Regions from separate parts of the Macaca mulatta genome. Here region 1 is linked to region 2. The links are chromatin contacts, called in public Hi-C maps. All regions are on one chromosome and are shown on one strand. Each heading gives the region's core, a stretch centred on a gene start, on an enhancer-like site or on the middle of the called end of the contact. The rest is flanking DNA. Distances are from core to core; before and after follow the strand shown.

What was found. A called contact is a pair of places that touch in the nucleus more often than the background predicts.
Region 1: a Hi-C map of liver shows a contact between it and region 2, with 2.8 times the contacts expected there. The contact joins the promoter of CBX4 here to the promoter of CBX8 in region 2. A contact is called at or near these places in 4 of 14 Hi-C or Micro-C datasets (CD4 T cells, cortical neurons, fetal cortex germinal zone and 1 more).

What each region holds. Positions count from the first base shown.
Region 1 is chr16:89,520,686-89,524,403 of T2T-MMU8v2.0, forward strand. It overlaps CBX4 (chromobox 4), which reads right to left and starts at 1,635. Exons shown (of 6, transcript XM_077973128.1): 1 at 1,560-1,635; 2 at 1,378-1,487; 3 at 1,206-1,249; 4 at 17-82. The coding sequence starts at 1,446. LOC144336039 (a long non-coding RNA gene) reads left to right here and starts at 2,988. Exons shown (of 2, transcript XR_013407434.1): 1 at 2,988-3,406; 2 at 3,597-3,718.
Region 2 is chr16:89,478,956-89,483,017 of T2T-MMU8v2.0, forward strand. It overlaps CBX8 (chromobox 8), which reads right to left and starts at 1,799. Exons shown (of 5, transcript XM_015120496.3): 1 at 1,597-1,799; 2 at 1,152-1,195; 3 at 893-958; 4 at 700-766; 5 at 1-214. The coding sequence starts at 1,665.

The sequences.
Region 1 (3,718 bases), core at 385-2,884, 42 kb after region 2:
CGTGGGGGACGCTCACCTGTTCTGGAAGGCGATCAGCAGCCTGGGGTCCAGGATGTTCTCCTCCGGTTCCCACGTGTTATATCTTGCAAGGGAAAAGGGAGGGGGACACGGTGTAAAAAAAAAAAAAAAAAAAAAAAAAAGCCAGCTTTGCCGAGGCCTCCAGGTGGGGAGTGACATAAAGCCCTACTCTGTCTTTATGAACATTTAGCTGTGGATGTGGAGGGTAGATTTCTGCAGGCCTGACATAATCCCTGATACACTGCCCCCCTCAAATAAACACGCAAGGGTAGGAAGAAAGGGGAGGGGTAAGGAAAATGAAACTAGCAGTTTATTTTGCAGTTGTCAAGAATTTTAAGCATGTTACTGCGACATGTTCCAAAGCCACTTTGCTCACCAGGAACCCTGCGTGCAAAGCAGCCGAAATGCAAAGTCGCAGTCCCCCTCCTCTCCCCAGCCCCGAGTCCCCGCGAGGGCTTCAGTCGTTCTCCATTTGACCCCTAATCCGATCACCAACAGCCAAGCGCCCCCCCCACACCCCCTCGTGGCCCAGGAGCCTGCTGTCACGGGCAAGCAAACCCCAAATACTCAGCAACACAAAAATATGCCTCCGTGTGTGTGTGTGAGTGTGCGTGTGCCTGCGCGTCTATCTCCATCCGGTGCCTTCGCATTTCAAATTAAAGAAAAAAAATTCTCCACCAAAAGCGCTGCAGTGACAGTTCCCAACATTTTCTGCCTTTCTTCTTCCCCTCCCTGCACCACTAGGAGGGAGAAGGCACACAATTGCATTTTCGTCGCTTTTTAATTTTTTTTTTTTTTTTTGGTTTTGCAATATGGAGCCGTTCGGTGGAGGGAAAGGGGAAAGGAGCCATTTTCTGCTGCACATCAGTCAGTGCCTGAGCCCTCCCTCCCTCCGCCGGCCTCCCCGGCTCGGCCCCGCGTCTCTCCAGCTCCTCCGGCTCCTTTTAGTGCATAAATTAGTGATGGCATTTCCCGGAGAGCGGAGCACAACACAGGGCGCCGGGCTCGGGCTCGGCGGCTCGGCTTCCCCAGTGCCTGCCACCGACTTCCCCACCCCCTCCTCCCTCCACCCCACCTCCACCCCGCCTCCCGTCCGCTCCCCCCACCCCCCCCCCAGCAGCTCGGCGGGTCCGCGGCCCCAAGCCCCGCGCCTCGGTCCCGGGCCCCCGCCCTCCGCCGCGACTTACTTGGGCGACCAGCCTCTCCATTTCACCAGATACTCCACTCTGCCCTGGGGGGAAGAGACAGCACTCCATCAGCTTCCGCGGGATCCCCGGCCCGGCCCGCAGCCTCCCCACCCCCTCCCCGCCTTCTCGCGGGCCGCTCCGGCCGCCGCTCGCCGCCCCCGCGCCGCCCTACCTTGCGGATCCGCTTCTTCTCGATGCTCTCCACCGCGAAGACGTGCTCGCCAACAGCTGGCAGCTCCATGGCCCCGCCGCAGCGCGCCGGGGCGCGGGCGGCCGGCGCGGCTGCAGACGCTGCTAGCTCCCGCCGGCGCCCAGCTGCCGCCCCGGCCGAAGCGCCCCCGCCGCCGCCGCCGCTCGCCCCGCACACCCCGGCCGGCCCGCCGCTGCCCGCGCCCGCCCCGGCTCCCGGCTCGCGCTCGCTCAGACAACTGAGCCCGGGCCGCGGCTGCACAAGAACTCATGCAAATCCCGGACGTCAGCGGGCGGGGCCTCGCCGGGCCCAGCTCGGCGTCAGGGGGCGGGCCGCTGCGCGGATTGGCGCAGCCGGGCCTACCGGAGGCCCCGGGCCTGGGCGGCGGGGGGAGGAGGAAAGGGCGCGGGTGGGGGACGCAGAGGGGAGGGCGCCGGGGAGGTGCAGGGGGGAGGGATCGGCGAGCCTGGGAGAGGGAGGCTGCAGAGAGGGAGCGGGACCGGGAAGGAGAGGTGTGTCCGCCGGGGCGGAGGCGGGCGGAGAGCTTGACAGCCCGGGAGGGTCTCGGCAGCGACCCCTCGCCCGCAGCCTGGTGCCCGGGCCTCCCCCTCGCAGCTCGTTCTCAGTGTTCACGGCCCCGGGACCCCTGCTGGGGGCCACGGAAGCATCCGCCGCCGCTCCCAGTTGCACCGAATTGCGTCACCAGCGGCCCGGGACGCGCGGGCCCCGCCAGCAGGGGGCGGAATGGGGCAGGGGCAGCTCGCGCCCTCCTGCGGGCCCCGCCTCGCCTCCAGGCTCCGGGCATTTCGGAGCGCGAGGAGGGAAAGGGACAGGGCGGGGAGAAGGCTGAGGACTGGGTGCCAAAGAGAGCTTGAAGAATGCACGAGGAACGGGACCGAGGAGCAGCCAGCTCCGGGACCCTGGCACCCAAGAACCTCAGCAGAAAGGACTCCAAATACGATCTCACCTCGATCCTCAAGGGCTCCGAATTTACACTTGGTCCTCTTTATTGACGGGGCGAGATGTCCTATTTCTATCCGCCTCCAGAGTCAAGCTAGGCGAGAGGCACAGGAGGCAGAGAGAATGGGCGCAGGAGGCCGAGGTCCGCTTGGGGGCCCGAGGGGACTTCGTGGGGTCCAGGGAAAGGCCTGGAAAGAGGGACCTCGGAGGGCCGGGAAGAGATTGAGGCTGAGCGGGGGACGAACGGGCAGCGCAAAGGGGAGATGAACGGAATAACCGAGGAGCCACGCATTCGCCATGTGTCCGCGGACCCTTGTTCCCGACAGGCGGCCAAGCCAAGGCCCTCTGGACTGAAGCGGCCCGAGCAGCCGCGAGTGTGAAGTTTGGCACCTCCGGCGGCGGCGAGACGGCGCGTTCCTGCGCACGGCTCCTGCGTCCGGCTGGTGGAGCTGCTGCGCCCCATGCGGCCTGCCGAGGGCGCCGCCGAGGGCCCGCGAGCTCCGTGGGGTCGGGGTGGGGGGACCTGGGAGGGGACAGGGCGGCCCGAGGGGCAGGGGCAGGGGCGCGCCTGACCTGGGGTGTGTCTGGGCCCCGGCTACGGGCTCTTGAAGGACCGCGAGCAGGAAGCTTGCGCAATCCCTTGGCTGAGCGTCCACGGAGAAAGAAAAAGAGCAAAAGCAGAGCGAGAGTGGAGCGAGGGATGGGGGCGGGCAAAGAGCCATCCGGGTCTCCACCACCGCCCTGACACACGACCCGGCTGTCTGTTGGGGACCGCGCGGAGGCTTGGGCGAGCAGGGGAGGGAGGAGCCTGCGCGGGGCTTGTGTTCGCCCAGGAATCCCTGAGAAGCCTGAAGACGGTCTGGTGTTGAACGCACACGTGGACTCCATTTCATTATCACCTTGCAGCTCTTGCACCACGGAGGCTGCTGCTGCCGGACGACTCCTGCCCACGGAGACCCACGTGGCCCCTCCCCAGGGGTGTAGGGGTGAAGGTTGTCTTCTGGTGGCAGCAGAGGTGTTGGGTTTGCGACTGATCTCTAACGAGCTTGAGGTGCAAACCTAGGATTCCCTGAGTGTTGGGGTGCGGGGGGAGCAAGCAAGGTGGCACGACGCCTGCCTAGTTTCCCTAACTAGTTGCAGGGGGTGGGGGCCGGCTCTCAGGGTTTATAACAGCTGGGTGGGTGTACAGGAAAATATTTTTCTCCTGCCGTGTTTGGCTTTTTCCTGGCATTCTTGCCCAGGGCGAAGAACTGTCGCGCGGGACAGCTCCACTGTGGAAGGAGAGGGGTCGCGAGGCTGGCGCGAGAAGCGCTGTAGGTGGCAGTCACCCGTCCACGCCGCACCGGCCACCTGCGCCGTCGGA
Region 2 (4,062 bases), core at 549-3,048:
GGTCCCTATCTCGGTCCCGAGGGGGCTCTGCGCGGCAGGTGCTGCTGGTGCTGGTACTGCTTGCTGGTGGGGACAAACCCATGTTTCGAAGGCCCTCCCGGGCCCGGGAAGTGGAAGCCAGGTCCTGGGGCGAGCGGCCAGGGTAGGGGATCCGGATGCCCCTGGCTGAGTCACTTCGGAACTCGTAAGTTTTGGCCTTTGCCTTGGCCTGAGCCTGCAGGAGAGAAGATAGTATCAAGAGTGGGGCAGGGCCCTGTCCACCCCCACACGACTCCTGCTCTAGCCTTGATCTCCTATCTTTACCCTATGATGCCTGGGAATTTCTACATGGATGCATGGATGGGTGGGTGGGTGGGTGGATGAATAGGTGGGGAGGTTGTTGGAGCTGAGAGGTAGATGGATGGGAGAAGGGATAGAAGATTTGGCTGGAAGCAGTCATTCGCAAAAAGCACACTTTTTGCATTTGATTATATGTCCATTTGGGAGGGGGAGGGTAAAGGAATTCTAGTGTGGCCAAGCCAGTCCCCCCAGACACGGCTGGAGCTGCTACTGACTTGGTGACATCTTGTCAGGGAACTCCCTCCTAGATTACAAATAGGCAACATGTGTGGACACCCCATTGGCTCACAGTCGTCAGGGCCCCCTTCCCACAAATGACTCAACAACATTGTCCTCCACCATTGGACACTGCCAACCTACCTTGAGGAGGAAGGTTTTGGGCTTGGGTCCTCGCTTTTTGGGGCCATAGAGCTCCATCTCTCTTTCCCTGGAGAAAGAAGGAAAGGAGAAGAGGTGTGTGAGTAAAGAAAGCAAGTGGGACTCTAGTCCAGGCTGGAAAGAAGCCACTCTACTTGTTTCTAAGTGAGTGGCTGGGACTTGGAAGGGTCTGTACCTTTCCTCAAAGGCCGCGAGCAAGCGAGCATCCAGGATGTTTTCCTCCGGTTCCCATGTGCTGTACCTAAAGGGAATCAGGAAGAAGTGGGCATCAGTCCCAGGAGCAGGGTGAGAGCAGAGGGTGTGCGTGTGTGTGTGTGTGTGTGTGTAACTTTTCTCATTGCATTGTATTGTATTTCAACGTAAAGGCAAAAAGAGGAAGAAAGAAAGCTCCCGAATAACAGTATGGGATTGAGAATTGCATATAACCTACTTACTTCTGCGACCATCCTTTCCATTTCACGAGGTATTCCATGCGTCCCTGCGGGTGCAAAGGGGATAATGTGTGTGCATGGGGAGAAATGCATGACGAGGATACAAGAAATGCATGCGAAAATGCATGCACCAGATGAATGCTCGAAACCCCGCCGCAAAAGGCATGCGCCCGCTGCATCACCCCTGCACCTAACGCTGCACAAAGTGCATGCACCGGCATTCATTCCCCACCCCGCCCCCCACCCATGCAATCCGTGCATCGCTGCAAGTCTAAGGAAAGCGCTTGGGTTCAGAGCCGCCGCCGCCGCCGCCGCCGCCGCCGCCGCCACGGCCGCGGCCGCTGCTGGGACCTGGGGGAAGGGAAGCTGGGCTGCAGCAGGGGGAGGGAACCCGGGCCGGGAGGGGAGGGCCCGGCCGCACGGAGGCCCTAGGCCCGGGGGCACCTACTTTCCGTATGCGCCGCTTCAGGAGGGCTTCGGCCGCGAACACCCGCTCCCCCACCGCTGAAAGCTCCATGTTGACTCGCCGCTTCCCCTCTTGGCCGCTTCCAGGAGCAGAAAAGCAGCAGCCAGCGCACAACAGACCATAATACTCTCCCGCTGACGTCAGTTCTCCTCCCCCTCCCGGCGCTCTCGCTCCCTCCCGCGGCCCCCCTCCCGCGCTCCTCCGCTCGGCCCCCTCCCCTCCGCCCAGCGCTTCCTCCCGCCCCACGTGTTGCTAACGACGTTGCTAAAGCCGAGCGGCCGGAGGCCTGCGCCCCCGCACGCTGATTGGACGAACTCCGAGCCACGCCCCTCTTCCTTTCTCCCCCGCGTTGCTACGTGACCCGCGTTCCAATCGCCAGGGGGCGGAGTCCGAGGCGACTCCAGAGACGGAGCGCGCAAGAGGGAGGGGGCGCCGCCGGAAGTGACGCCACGGGGAGGGCGGGCCCGGCCGCTGTCAGTCTGTTGGGCTGGCGAGGGGGGCCGGCCGCCCTCTGTCCTCGCCGGGGCCCCCTCCCCCGCCACCAAGTTGTCCCTCCGGTGTTCGGCGTCCCCCACAGCTCTCGCTGGGATCCCCGCGGCGATGTCAGCCCAGCTCCGCCCCTCGGCAGACCCCGGCCCGCCCCACCCCCACCGCCCAGGACTCGCGCCCTCCCCTCCCCCCGCCGCCCGCGCCGCACAATGCACAATGCACAGGTGCTGGGGCGCCGCGGGCCGCGCCCGAACCCCGAGAGCCTGCGGCGCGCCCATCGGCCCGCTTCTCCCCCGGCCCCCGCCCCCCGCCCCGCACACCCGACCCCCGGTCTCCATGGCAACTTCCACCCCCCCACAGCCTGGTCCCGCTAACAAATCAATGTGCCTGTGTCTCAGGCTCCTGTCGAGCGGCCCTGCCCTCGGCCACCCTCTGGGCCCTGCGAGCCGGGCTGGCTGGAGCGCTCCTCCCCGGCTCCGAAGCCAAACACAGACCTGGTGGAGGCCCGGCTGTTCCCTCCGGAGCCCGCCTGCAGCCCGGGACCCCACAGAGGATGTCGCGCGGCTTCTTCCTGCCCCCCGACCGTCCCCGACGCCCGCAGCCACCTGCCCCTGCCCTTAGCCCGCGCTGCCCGCCCCCGCCAGGCCCCAGCACCGACCTTGCCTGCCCTGGTCGCCCCCTGCCCGTGGCCTAGGTGGGCCAAGGGCATCTGGGCAGAGCCGGCACGGGATGGGGTGCGCGGCTGGGGGTGCGTCTGGCTTCCCCCCGACCCCGGCGCCCGGCCCGTGCACTTCCTGTCCACCGCTTTTCCCAACGTGAGCGGCGGACATCCTGCGAGAAACGCCGGCGCGGGAAGCTGGGGGACGTCGCTGGGTCCAGTGCGGGCTGCGCGAGAGGGTCTCACGCGCGAAGATGGCGGGCTGCTGGAAAGGGACAAGGGCCGGCCGCGACCGCTTCGCCGTGCGCACATACGCACGTGCACCGCCGACCCTGCCGCCAGCTAGGCTGCCGGTGACCCGTGGCGGGGGCGGCGCTGGGGACAGCAGCCGCACTCTGGGTCCAGCTCCCTCCCACCCTGTTCTCTTAGTGCTCAAGCTCCAAATCACAACTCCCACTCCTTGAAACCCACGATTTAGTTCAAACATCGATGATCAGCCTGACTGGAAGCGGTTTCCCTTGGCCAGAGATGGGGTGGAAGAAAGAGAGGCGGGAAAAAAAGAGAGGCAGCGAGAGAACGATAGGAAGAGAGAGAGAAGCAGCCAAGGAGTCTGACTCGGAGAGGCAGGAAGCCCAGAGCGGAAAACTGGCCTCCTGTCCAAAGTGAGGCGCGCGCAGACGGCGGCAGCCGCGAGGTCCTCGACCCGCGGCGGCAAGCGGGGCGCTTCGCCCATCTTCCCTCCCGGTCCTGCCCCAGCCCCTGGAAACACGGGTTTCAGGTTTTGGCCTTGCTCCTAAACTTCACAAGGTGACCGCTGGCCGAACAGTCCCATCTCTCCGGCCGTTCTGTCTGAACGAACAGCGCGTCGGGGACGCTCAGATCTCCCAGTGACCCTCGCGGGCCGCCCGTGGGAGGCCGCCGACGGACGCGTCCTTAATCATAAAAAGTCATTCCCGGTAACAAATAGTTTCGTCGGCCGGTGCCAGCGATACAGCTGTTTCTGTTTAAGCTTAAATACTTTCCAACAGTTTGGGCAGTAAAAATAAAGTCGGCCTCAGCCGCCTATAAGTGTCTGGTTTCCCCGCCCTGAGAAAGCCCACCCTCCGCCCTGGGCCCGGGTCGCTCTGCCTTTCCCGCCTGCCCCCTCTTGGAATCCGCTGCCCGCCGAGGATTCGGCCCCAGCCCCGCACCGGCCGCCTCAGCTCCTCGGGCTGGCTTCAGGGCCACTGTGGAAGTGGGAGGGAGAGGGCCTTCCCGGCGTGGGCCGTGGGGACCTGACCCGCCTGACCTCGCGCCCTACC